Regions from separate parts of the Gossypium arboreum genome. Here region 2 is linked to region 1. The links are chromatin contacts, called in public Hi-C maps. All regions are on one chromosome and are shown on one strand. The core of a region is the stretch at or near the end of the contact, and the rest is flanking DNA. Distances in the headings are between cores, read along the strand shown. Region 1 has its middle 3.8 kb from the start of LOC108482082. Region 2 holds the start of LOC108483514 (cysteine proteinase mucunain-like).

What was found. A called contact is a pair of places that touch in the nucleus more often than the background predicts.
Region 2: a contact with region 1 is called in a Hi-C map of leaf, with 4 times the contacts expected there. The contact joins the promoter of LOC108483514 here to the enhancer-like site in region 1. A contact is called at or near these places in 2 of 5 Hi-C or Micro-C datasets (both in leaf).

Annotation. Positions count from the first base shown.
Region 1 is chr1:78,519,364-78,525,720 of ASM2569848v2, reverse strand. No RefSeq gene overlaps it. Among protein-coding and RNA genes, the nearest start is that of LOC108482082, 3.8 kb to the right of the region's middle. Within about 2 kb of position 1,725, at least 2 of the 2 cell types and tissues checked have an H3K27ac peak or open chromatin away from gene starts, as enhancers often do. A contact at or near this core is called in leaf, where this site is marked.
Region 2 is chr1:78,631,742-78,638,463 of ASM2569848v2, reverse strand. It overlaps LOC108483514 (cysteine proteinase mucunain-like), which reads left to right and starts at 4,315. Exons shown (of 5, transcript XM_017786960.2): 1 at 4,315-5,179; 2 at 6,137-6,372; 3 at 6,465-6,605; 4 at 6,711-6,722. The coding sequence starts at 4,705.

The DNA of each region.
Region 1 (6,357 bases), core at 476-2,975:
TTTTGAATTTTTAAAATTTTAAAAAATTAATTAAATGTTGGAATGTTAGCCACGTGGCAATCCACGTTTATGACACATTAGCAAAATAAAAAAATAAATTTTCTATCAATTTTAAGGTGATTTGACAAAAAAATACAAGTTTAAGGCAAAGATAAAGCTAGGGGGGGCTGGTAGGGCCTTGACCTTCCTAAAATAAAAAATTATTATTTAGGCTCTTTAAAAATTTTTAAAATTTTAAATTAGTAAATGTAAAATTATATTTTGACCCCCTTAAAATTATAAAAATTAGATTTAATCATTTAAAATGATAAAAATATAGACTATAAAAAATAAAAATTTCATTCGGTCCCCTTAAAAAATTGTTTTGGCTTCGCCCCTGGTTCAAGGGTTAAAAATAACGAATAATTAAATGGAATATTAAAATGACATTTTATAAAGTTGAAGGGCTAAATAAATAATAATTTTACTTTTTTAAACGAAAAATATTTTACTCCAATTAATTAATTTATTTTTAATTAAAAGAAAACCAAAATGAAATCTTATACTATTAAAAGTAGTAAATATGGTAATTAAGAAGATGTGTTTGAGGCATTCATTATTAAAATTCTTTAATTAATGCTTAAGGTATTTGGGAATTTGGGTATTAATGATTATATTTTGACGCTGACAAATGGCTATGCCTTTAATCCCATTAATCACAAACTTGAATATGCCCAACATTAACATCTTCTTTCCTTTTACTAATTAATTAATGACATTTATATCATTTTATTTTTAGGTAATATCAAATAATTTTTAATAAATATTTTTATTTGATTCATTATTATAATTCTCCGAAGATTATATTCCACAAACATTAATGACAGGCTTGAATTCATTCATTCGACCAACCATTCACATCTTATTCCCTTATCAAATTTATATTAATTTTTATTGTTATATGAGCTTTTAATTTTTTTTAAATATTTTAACTTTTTATTGTAGCAATTAGAATAAAATAAATTTTCTTATTTGAATTATTGAATATAGTTAAAATGGTTACTATTTGATACATTGATAGTGTATTTTCTTTCATTCTACCAGTAATTTTAAAAATTATTTTTTAAATATTTTAATATACCCTTATAAGACACCTGTCAACTTTTTAATCTTATTTGTGGGGTCTAAAAATTTAATTAAGAATGTACCAAATATTTTCACTAAATAAAATATATTACCTTATCAATTCAAATATTATAATAAAAATTTCTAATAATACTTAAAACATATTCAATATATAATATAATTTTACTTTATGTAATTAATGAAAGTAACATTATTCAAAATAATAACTAATTAACTCTAATATTAATTAAATGATAATTAATATGCTTAGAATTCTATTCAAATAATAACTCATGAAAATTTAATAGAATATCAAATTAGGAGGAGAGAAAACACCAACTCTTACTTTTAATGGACTTTTCCTTTCACTAACCATGATTTCTCTCACTAAAAACACCACAAATCCTAGTTGAAAAATGGAGATTGGAGATGAAATCAAGTCCATGGAAGGGTTTTCTGATAGCTTTTGTTGAGAAATCAAGATGGTTGGTAAGATTCTTGGAGAAATTTCAACAGAAAAACAAGAAAAAGGAGAAGGAAAAGGAGAGGGAGTGCTGGCCAGCTGGTAATGCCTGAATGGGGGTTTCTTTTCTCTTCCTTTTAAAAAACACCCAAGTGGGTCACAAAGCCCAAGTCTTAAAATTTTATGATCCAATTTCTTATTTCATTGACCCAATGATCCATAATAGTTCCATAAATTAATTATATCATCAAATTAATATTTCCAACATAAAATACTTTCCAAATTACCAATGTAAAGCATAATTTCTTAACAAAAAATAGTTATTAATCAAACCAAGCTCCATTAATCTCATTTCATACTTAATGCATAATCTTGGGTACTAAGAACTATACTTTTACCTTTTTCTCCGTAAAATTAGCAAATTTACAATTTAATCCCTATATTATCAAATCTTTATAATTTGGTCCTAAAAGTTATTTTTATACTACTGATACTTATTTCAATTTATCCTTATGTCCATTAATCACTTTTCACATTTTTTGGTCAAATTGCACTTTTAATCCTCAAATTTTTTAAAATTTGTGATTTAATCTTTTCATCACCTTTTCACTTTTAAAATTCCTTTCATTAATGTTTATATCCAAGATAGCTTTATGCTCATAAGAAAATTTTCTCCAATTTCTTGAAAATTCACTATATCCGCTATCAGAATAATATCACGTGTTTAATAAAAAATTTAGGATGTTACAAAATTTGGGCTGATTTACTAATCCCGTTGAACACATCTGGTGAGAGAGAGCAAATTGAAAAAATAAAAAAGGAAGGATTTTTCGAACAATGCTGAGAGCAAGAAGATGGAGGTTTTTATTTTGGACAAGGAAGTTTGAGGTAGAAGAAGTATCATGGGACCTTTTTCTTCGGTCCATCAAAAAAGAAATCTTTTGGACTTCTATATGACTTCTTCAGTATCAGCAACAGTTAACTCGTTATTAACCCTAAAGAAAAAAAAATATCATTTTTAACAAACATAGTTTGTTGGATTATTGGCAAGAAAGGCGTACGGCCCCTATTGGGTTTGAATCCTCGTTCCATAATTCTTTTGTTAGCTTAAATAAATTTATAGGCCTAAAAATAAAAAATTCCCTTTCATTTACAACAAGCATTGGGCTAATTTCAATTTCTAATTCTCACTAAATTTATTTGGTTACTGCATTCTGGTTACGATACACAGTAATGGCTTTCTCCTTATGCATTCATCTTGTACACAATGTGTGGATGCTAAGAGATTAACTTCTTTTACCTACTTTAACTTATATAAAATTAAAGGAAGAATGCTTTTTTCTAAACAAATAAATCATGTTGATATAAATTGGTGAATGTTATTCTTTTTTTCATTAAAACAAAAACCTAGTTATAGATAAAGGATTCGAAGTCTAGATAAAATAAATACAACAACATAGTCCAATATCAAAGCCCTGGAACCCTAATGACATAGTCCTCAAGGTCATTAGTCGCCGGAGTAGTTATGGAGGAGCCGGGGGGAGGGAGGGGATGTTGTCCCTGCATCTTATAAATGTATTTAAATCGCTACTTAGAAAATTAACTTCCAACCACAACTATCAATTTAGCAAGTGGTTACATTATTTTTCTAGGAGGAACCTTCAGCTATTTGTCACTAATCTTTTTCAAGCACCAGGAACAACAGAACAAGTCTTGAACACCAATTTGAAACAATGTGGAACACTACTAGTTTGACTATAATCGAATAAAATGTTTCAGATTGAAGTAAATTATTCAGCAAGTAGATAAAAAAAAAAATCATTGTCTGTACTAAAAAGAATCATCCTTAATAGCGAAAATTGAAAGAGAAGACATAACTATCTCTTTGCTAACTGGTTTAACAGGTTCAAGGTTATCAACACAGTTTTCGAGTTTCTGATGTGGTTTCATCCAATGGCTTCAATCTTTTATAAGTGTAGATGGTTCATGACTGGCACTTCATGTTGTTAAAAATGACAAGACAAAATATTGATTGCAATGGATCTCACTTTGTTGACATGCATCTATATATCTCCTTGGTGATTGGCTTTGCATTTGTTTCTTTTTAAGTTTTAGAGGAACAAGTTTTGTTGACATCATGAGGTCGGGCATGTATGTAAAGTTACTGAGATCCAAAGCACTTGATTCTATAGGTCCGGAGCTTGTTAGATGATTAAATGGTTTAATTTCTCTCCAACAACTTTCTGGTATCTTGAATGTTAAAACACTTGGACTGGAGTCGACGTTGGAGGAATAGGAGTTTGAACATGCATGAGATTTACACGCTTATACTCACAACACCATAATAGCAGTCAACATGCCTCAGTGATAGTAGCCTAATCATGGCCGCAGGTTTTTACGCTGATAAGAACACATCAATCAGTTAATTACCTGCTTCTTTATGGCTGCTTGCTAGTTGCTAACTTGTTTGTTTTCGGTTTCCTTGATACTCTTTGGCGTTGGATGATATCAATGGACAAGCATGATTATTAGACTGGGACACAAACCCTGGAGAAGTGGGAGTTGATGTCCACTACCACCGCACAGCAGAGTGAAGGCAAAATCCAGGAGGGCCGTTTCTCTTCATTATCATGGCTTCATGGTACACCTACATAAATAATTTGCTGAAACAATCGATCAAAAGATGTTGACCTTTCTGTTGAGAGAGCCCAAGCCAGGCTGCTATGGATTGATAAGTCCTGGTAAGGAAGGGTTTTTGCTTTCTCTAGTACGTGATTGATTTAAAATGCTATTTTATTTATTTTTAAAAATACAGGCATCAATTTTTTATTTTTTATTTTGCTTTAAACACTCCAACCTAGGTTTTTTTTGTATTAATAACAATATTTATGCCAATTAAATTGAAACTCAATTAATTTGTTCATTTCTAGTTTTATTAGAACCAGGTTATATTTATTTAAACTAAGTTTTAAAATACTTCTATTTTTATTAAAAGGCTATATTTATTTAAAATAATATTTTTACTAAATTTTAACAAAACCTGACTATATATTTATTAAAATATATTTTAAAATTATAACAAATGTTTTTAACAAAATTTGATAGAAATATGATAAACTTTAAAATTTTTATCTAGGTTTAGCGTTTCTCAATTTAAAAATGTAATAAACTCAAAAGATACAATATTAAATTAATTATTAATGTAACTTTTAAAAATATTAACTCAATTTAGCGTTAAATAGATAAGTATATATTTTCAAACTTAAATTGATAAATATATATAATTTCTTAATAAGGTACTAATTAAAAGTAATTTTGCAAAGATTTTACAATCAATCTTTTTTTTTCCGAATAAGTGCTAATTTCTTTTTATATATACTAAAAGGAGAAAAATCAGATTAGATGAACACACTAATTCCTATTCTTAAAATGTAATAATTATTTTGACTAAATAGGTGAATATAAAATCAAAATAATAAACATCTTTAAACTTTTATTATTAATATATCTTTATTTTTTCCTATGTCAAATATATTAATATTAAACAACAGTTTAATAAATAGAATAAACCCACGAGATAAAAAAAATTACATTTTATATTATTTTAAGGGACGCATATCATCTCTAGACATATAGAAAATTTGAAAAAAACAAAATTAAATACTATACATTTATACCCGAATTAGAGTAAAATAAGACTGGCGATATTTAAGTTAATGAATGTCACGTGTTGAAGTAATTGTGTTGGTATGGCCCATAATTCAGGCGTTATTAATTTTCAAAATAAATTTTTTAGAAGCGATAGAAATTAAATTATAATTTTATGTTAGTAAAAATGTAATTTTATTATTTTAATATATTATATTTTTATAATTTTAAAAATTAAATTAAAATATTATTAATTTTTGGGATTAAGTTATAATTTTATCTTTATTAATTTAAAATTTTAAAAATTTAAAAGATTTAAATAAAAAAATTCATTTTAAGGAGGCTGAGCCCTGCCTATTCCCTAGCTACACTTCTGTATTAGGGGTGGAGATGAAGATAATACAATTTAAATTCGTGTTAAACTAATATTTAATAAGAGATTTAATTACGATTAGATACAAATTAAAATAATGAATACGTTATTTAAATGATTTATTAGTTGGGGAACTGAACCAATCCATTAAGGGAGAAAAGTACGTCCCTCATCTTAGTGCTATATTCAATTTTTATTACAACACGGTTATATTTATTTAAAATACTTCTATCTTTATCACAAAAATTTGTTTATATTTATCTAAAATAATAATTTCATTAAATTTTGACAAAACCTAGACTTTAAAATTATAAGAAATGTTTTTAACAAAATTTGATAAAACATGATAAACTTTAAAACTTTTATCTAATTTTAGCCTTTTTTCAATTTAAAAATTAATAACCTCAAAACATACAACTTTTTTTTTATTAAAAATGAGATTAGTGTATTTTTATAAAAAAATTAACCTAATTTAGCATTAAATTGATAAAATATATATTTCTGAAAGTTAAATTAATAAAAAATATAAAATTTCTTTAATAGGGTACTAATTAAAGTAATTTTTGCAATGATTTACAACCAATTTTTTTTCTGTGTAGGTGCAAATTTCTTTTTATACTAAAAGGAGGAAAAAACCAAATTAGATGAAAACCAACTTATCAAATGCTATGGCAGCATTATCGAATATAATGATTTTTTAAATAAATTCGAAATTATACATTAATTATGATTTAATGTATAATTTGATACATGAACTTTAATTTAGTAC
Region 2 (6,722 bases), core at 3,066-5,565, 110 kb before region 1:
AATATTAAGATAATCACTCTAATATTAAATTAATAAAATACTATTAAGAGAAGTATTAAATTAAATTTAATATTAAATCTATTAAAATAATATTATTTTTGGAATAGTTAATCTGAAATAAAATTCTCTAGTAGAGCCCCAGTAGGAGTGTAATTATTTCACTCCTCAACCACCAAAGAAACACCACCATAGACCATTTGTCAACCACCGGAATGTCGTCGTTGCAGCCGTCGGCACCCCGAGCTAGTTCGATTTCTAGCGGTTTAATTCGGGTTAGTGATGGCCTGAATGATCTGGTCCAGCCACTGGTTGGACCATTTGCCCAGTTTCACATACAAGTCCTGGTTCGACCAATTTTTGGGTCTTAGGGCCAGTTCTGCATTGCTTTTCAAAAGCACTTCTGACTCCAAAAGCACTTATGGAAGAAAAATTGTGCAGAACAAGCTGCTTTTGGCTGAAGTTTTTAGCTTTTCAGAAGTGCTTTTGAAAAGCACTTCTGAAAAGTAGAAGCTAAAATTTTTAGTTTTTCCTCTCCCAAAAGCACTTTTAGTGCTTAATTACTTTTTCACCCCTCCAATAACATAGTACTTCCCTTTTTTTCTTGGTACTTAATTATAAATGTGTTAAAATCATTAATTAAAATAAAAATATTTTTAAAATGCTAATTAAAATATTTAAACTTATATTTAAATATTTAAAATATAGTTTATATATTCTAATTAAATTTTATAAGTAATTAATATTTATTGCTTAAAATATTTAAAATTTATATTTTATATATTAAAATATTAACAAGAAGTTATAATAAATTTTTTATATTCTTATTAAAATATAATAATATTAACTAATTTAAATATTATTTAAATGTATATTTGTTACTTGATAATCACATGTCTAAAATAGACATTTTATTTCTCAAAAGCATTTTTTGACAGCAATGCTAAACACTCAAATTTTAAACTAAACTTTTCAAAAGCACTTCCCAAAAACACTTTTCTACAGCACTTTTCAAAAGCATTGCCAAACTAGCCCTTAGTCTCGGTTTTGGGCTCCTGACCAAATTGAGCCAATTGTCTAACTTGAAAATTAATTTCCAAAAATGTCATATTAATTTTAATTAATTTTATTAATTTAATTTTACTTTATCAAAATTAATTTTCCCAAAAATCACTTAGATTTTCCAAACTAATTTTTCAAGAAAATTCTTTAATCAAATTCACTAGGTTGAACAATTCTTACAACCACCTAATTTAATTCCACATTGAATAAATCGACTCAATTAAATTATTTCCAAAGTTGTAGAATTTTCTTCTGATTCAAATGCAGTCTGATCAAGCTTTTGTTGAGCTAGCAGAGGGACAAATCGGACATATACAATTAGGCTCTAGTAATTGCAATTATGTCTAAAAGCATTGTTCCAATAATTCGTAATTACTTAATCATGGGGTCAGTCCACAAGAAGTACCATGATTGAAAACTCATTATTGTATACTCTTTACGAAAGAAATTCATCTAACTGCTTTGTCTAATGACCTTGTCATGTGTGTGTTACCTTCATATGATATCCTTGATTTCTTTGAGTTAAATTCGTTCACTCAATACAATCCTATTTTATCTCATTGTCAGAATTGTGTCTTCTTAATGATTAATATGATCATTGTAAACAAATGAATGTGATAAATTACTCATTCGAGTACAAGCAACCTGTGGATAAATTACTCATTCGAGTACAAGCAACCTGTGGCCATGTTCTATATTTATCAATCCACACAATGCCAATAAGAGGATACTGTTAGCTCTTTCATTAAACTATAAATTCCAGTGTTGCTAGTAAAACCATGTCATATACAAGTCATGTATGGCACATTCTAATTGAATAAAACCACAAACTTGACATTCATAACCTTATTTTTATCCTTTTTAAGTTCCTCTTTAATCACAATTCCCTTTGAGTTGTTCTTGGGAGCATTAGCACTAACTTTAAACCTTTTAAATCTCCTTGCTTGTTTTTTGAAAGCCTTATTGAAATTCTAAGTGAGTAAGACTATTTGTTGCTAAAGGTCTTTTATGTTAACATTCTGGGAAGTGGGCATTCCTTTGTTGACTTGAAAAGAAATGTTTTTATCAACCTTTCCCTTGCTACATTTTCCTTCGTCCATGTAACAACCCATTTTTTAGTGGTGTCAAAACAATAGTTTCGGGACCACAAATTTCGATGTGTTAGTTTGTAAATATTAATTATTTAAATATTTACAAGGTCATTATGGTTGTATTAAAATTTGGTTAAGAAATTTCATCGTTTAGATAGTTAATTAATTTTAAAAAGGACTAAATCGTAAAAGATGAAAAGGTTGCTTAATATTGATTTTCTTAACATAATGGCTTAAATATTTAAAGTAGGAGGATTTATGTTATAATTAGACCATAACAATTTAATTTAGATGGTTATGGGGTTGTAAATATTGAGTTTTGCATGATTTTAATCAAGGGCAATTAGGTAAATAGTCAATTAGAAAACAATGCTATCATATTTCTTCTTGGTCCTTTTTCGAAATTGGAGAAAAAAAATAGCTATGCTTTGTTTTAAAACTTGCTTACATATGAAGATCTATCCCAATCTCACTAAAACAACAATAAAATAAGTTTAATATATTATAATAATAGAAACTATAAAAATAGATTCTTAATAACTCAACAACCAGAATCATGATCCAATCCAAAGTCCATGATTTAAGGGATTGTCTTGGGTAATTTCGAATCAATTCAATCAGCAATATAAGATTCACATATAATATGATCTTTTATAATGGGTTAAATATCAACCTTATAATCAACATAGCCTAAAAATTTGTTTAATAAAATGTCAACACTTTAAATATGAAATTTGTCTCTATATAAATTTGGTGGTTAGGAGAGTAGGCATTCCATCTAGCACCAAATTGTCAGTTTTATATTTTCCAACACTTCTAAAAGTAAAAATTAAAAAAAATATATGTTAAAACTGAAAAAAAAAAGAAGAAAACAGTGAAAGATATAACTTTTGTAAAAACTTTAAAAACCTCATAATCAATATTTTATAACAGCCACTTTTACAACATCAAATTTTTTAAAATTTTCATTTTAAATTATTCAACATAAGATTAGACGTATAATTTAATGATTAAATTAATCACTTCAGTAATAACGTGAATGACTATATTATAACATTTGATATTTGATAGTTAAATGATAAAATAAAAACTTAGCCTTAATTTAATGAATATTGTTGTAGTTGATTTATATAGGATATATTGGCCATAGCAGCATAAATTAAGGAAATCAATAATAAGCAAATTGGTTGGATTCTTTGATAAAACAGTCCAAATTTAAGTTGCTTGTCTCCGTCCTAATCAATTATATGGGTACAACAACATCCTATGCCCATATCACTTTTGGGGTCAATGTCACCATATTATTTTACTTTTCAAATACCCAGAAATTATATTCCTTTTTTCCTAACGATGAAGCATTATTACTGAAAATAAAATAAAAAATTATTAATATAAAAAAAAATCTAATGTTTCGTAAAAGATATTTTGATGGAAGTCGTTTAATAGCTGAAGAAATAGAGAAGGCGTGAATGACTCAACAATTGGGGCGCCTATCCTATCATCTAATATTGAAAGTGAAATGTGGGGAGGTCAGCACCTAAATTATTGATGCATATATATATATATATATATATTCCCCAACTTCCATTGGGTCCTACACTTTTACAACTTCAATCCAAACACTTATATATCTTTTGTGGTCTTCAAAGTTTTTCTCAAGGGTGCCAAACCTTTTTTTCTCTATTTTCCAAATATTATCTAAAACAAAACACTTCTATTGGTAATATTATTAGGAAAATTACTTAAAATTTATTTTTAAAAATAATAATAAATATTAATGTAATTAATGTTATTTTTATATTAAATATTTAACTAAACCAATTAAAAATAAAAATATTGTGAAAGTTTTATTTATAACTCAATTATTAAATTTTTATGAATATAATTTTAACATTAGTTTTTATCAGTATAATAAAATTTAGTAAAATATTATACACTAAAAAACTTTCCCATTATCATAGATTGCATAATGAAATTAAAATTATATAAAAAAACATAAAATTTTAATTGAATAATAAATTTAAAATTAAATTAATATATTTAAATTTAATTATATATATATTATTTTTAAAAATTAAATAATATATCTTATTTTAAATATAATTTTTAGAATTACTGTGATTGAGGTATAACAACAACTCTTATTAATGGTATTGATTGAGGTTAAGGTTTGGAGTTTATAGAGTTGAAAGTTAACCTGCGTGGCCAATCCAAAATCACCCAAAGTTTGGCGATCAATTTCAAGTTTAGCATGCCAACTCTCTCCCCTTAAAAGGTTGTGCAACTGTCTGAATTATTTACAAAAGCTCCTATCTTCGTGGGCTGGGCTGCTCTTTCTCTTTGCTCTACCTACCACATCGCATCCACATGCTTCTCCGCTGTACTGTTATCACCCCCATTTTATCGTATTTTAATTGTTTATTACCAAGTTTCACATTGGGTTACTACCATTAATCTTCTTTTTTTCTTTATAAGCCTACTGTCTCTCGCCTTTCTTCTCCCCCACACATTCAAAATCCTATTCCTTTTCTCCTTTTTCTTTTTCTCAGACAAGATGGGTTCTCAGGGATCGGTTATGGCTATGCTTTTGCTGATGATGTTCACTTTATCATCAGCTTCCGACATGTCCATTATATCCTACGATGAAGCCCATCCCGACAAGTCAACGTCTAGTTGGAGAACAGACGACGAAGTTATGGCCATGTACGAGGAGTGGCTTGTAAAGCATGGAAAAACATACAACGGTTTGGGTGAGAAAGAGAGGAGGCTCCAGATTTTTAAGGATAACCTTAGGTTCATCGATGAACATAACGCCGATGAGAGTCACAGTTTTAAGGTTGGTTTGAACCGCTTTGCTGATCTTACCAACGAGGAGTACCGAGCCATCTACTTGGGAATCAAGAAACCCAACCGGAAAGTTTCCAAGGCCAGTGACCGATACGCCCCGCTTCTCGGCCAAAAGTTGCCCGATTCCGTTGATTGGAGGGAAAAAGGGGCTGTCGCTGAAGTCAAAGATCAAGGAAGTTGCGGTAAGTTTCTCTCTCAATTTTCTTTTATGGATGCTTCTCTTGTCTGTCTGAAAACTAGCATTTTAACTTATACTTTCAGATGATTTTGTTTTGTTTCTGTCAAATGAATCTATCCATGTCTTCTGCCGCCAGATAGACTGTAATTATTTTGAGCCAACTGTAAAACCTGGAGAGAAAGAACAAAAAAAAAAAATTAAACAAATAACTTAGTTCCGATGTTTCAGGGAAGGTTCCTGTATCTGTCCTTATCTTAGAAACCTTTGCTTTGTGGGTTCTGTTTGGTTATTCAGATTTTGAGGTGGAGTATTGGATATATGTAGGTTTCTTATATAAGGTAAAAGTAAGTAACTTAAAAATTGATTTCGGTCTCATAAGTTAAAAATTGATTTCGGTCTAATAAGTGACTCACTGTATTATTATTCGTTCAGTGATATTAGTTTTTAATAGGATAAAATATTTAACAAAAAAAGATTGATTTATTTTTTGATTTAATATATATAGATTAATTTACTCATTTTTTGAGTTAATTAGGTTAAAATATATAAATATATAAATATATTTGTCGACTTCAGAAGTACAGTTTTATCATCCGATTTTGTCCGAAATTTTGATGGATTTATAGAGTGGGAGCATTTTGAACAGATGCAACGGTTCGCGGAAAGTTAGACCCGACCCATGAACTATGACCTATAGTAGTATTGTGTCGGATATAAGGATGCTTCCGCAGCCCTGCAGTTAGTGGAAGTGTTAGTGCTTGAGGTGGCTGCTTTCTGTGGGGTAAGGAGTAAGGTTCCTTGCACGAAAGTTCAGGGGCTTACTCCACTGTAAAAGTTGAACCATATAAGATATAGACAGCTTAATGAATTGATAGATTCCAATGTTTTTATATAATATATTAAATAGTTATTACATGTTTGTAATAAGATGATTTTACTGAGAATTTAATGTTAAATACAGGGAGTTGCTGGGCTTTCTCGACTATTGCTGCTGTGGAAGGGATAAACCAGATTGTTACAGGCGAACTCCTTTCACTATCTGAGCAGGAGTTGGTGGATTGTGATACATCTTACAATGAAGGTTGCAATGGGGGTCTCATGGATTATGCCTTTGAATTCATCATCAAAAATGGTGGCATTGACACCGAAGAAGATTACCCTTACACCGCTCGTGACGGTACATGTGACCCTTACCGGGTAGGTTTCATATTTTTTTTAGAGTTGGGAAAGGAACAAAGATAGAATTTCAATTTCCTTGCTGAATCTTGGTGTTTTTAATCACCTTGCAGAAAAATGCTAAAGTTGTTTCGATCAATGATTATGAGGATGTTCCGGTAAATGACGAGAAAGCATTGAAAAAGGCAGTCGCGAATCAACCGGTGAGCGTTGCCATTGAGGCAGGAGGAAGGAGTTTCCAGTTATATCAATCAGTAAGATTCTGCATCCATCAAAATTACTAGTTTCTGCAAGAACACAACTGGCTTATCAAAGTCCGAGCACTGTCCGATAAATGACATTTTTACGGTTTTTTCCAGGGTATATTTGAT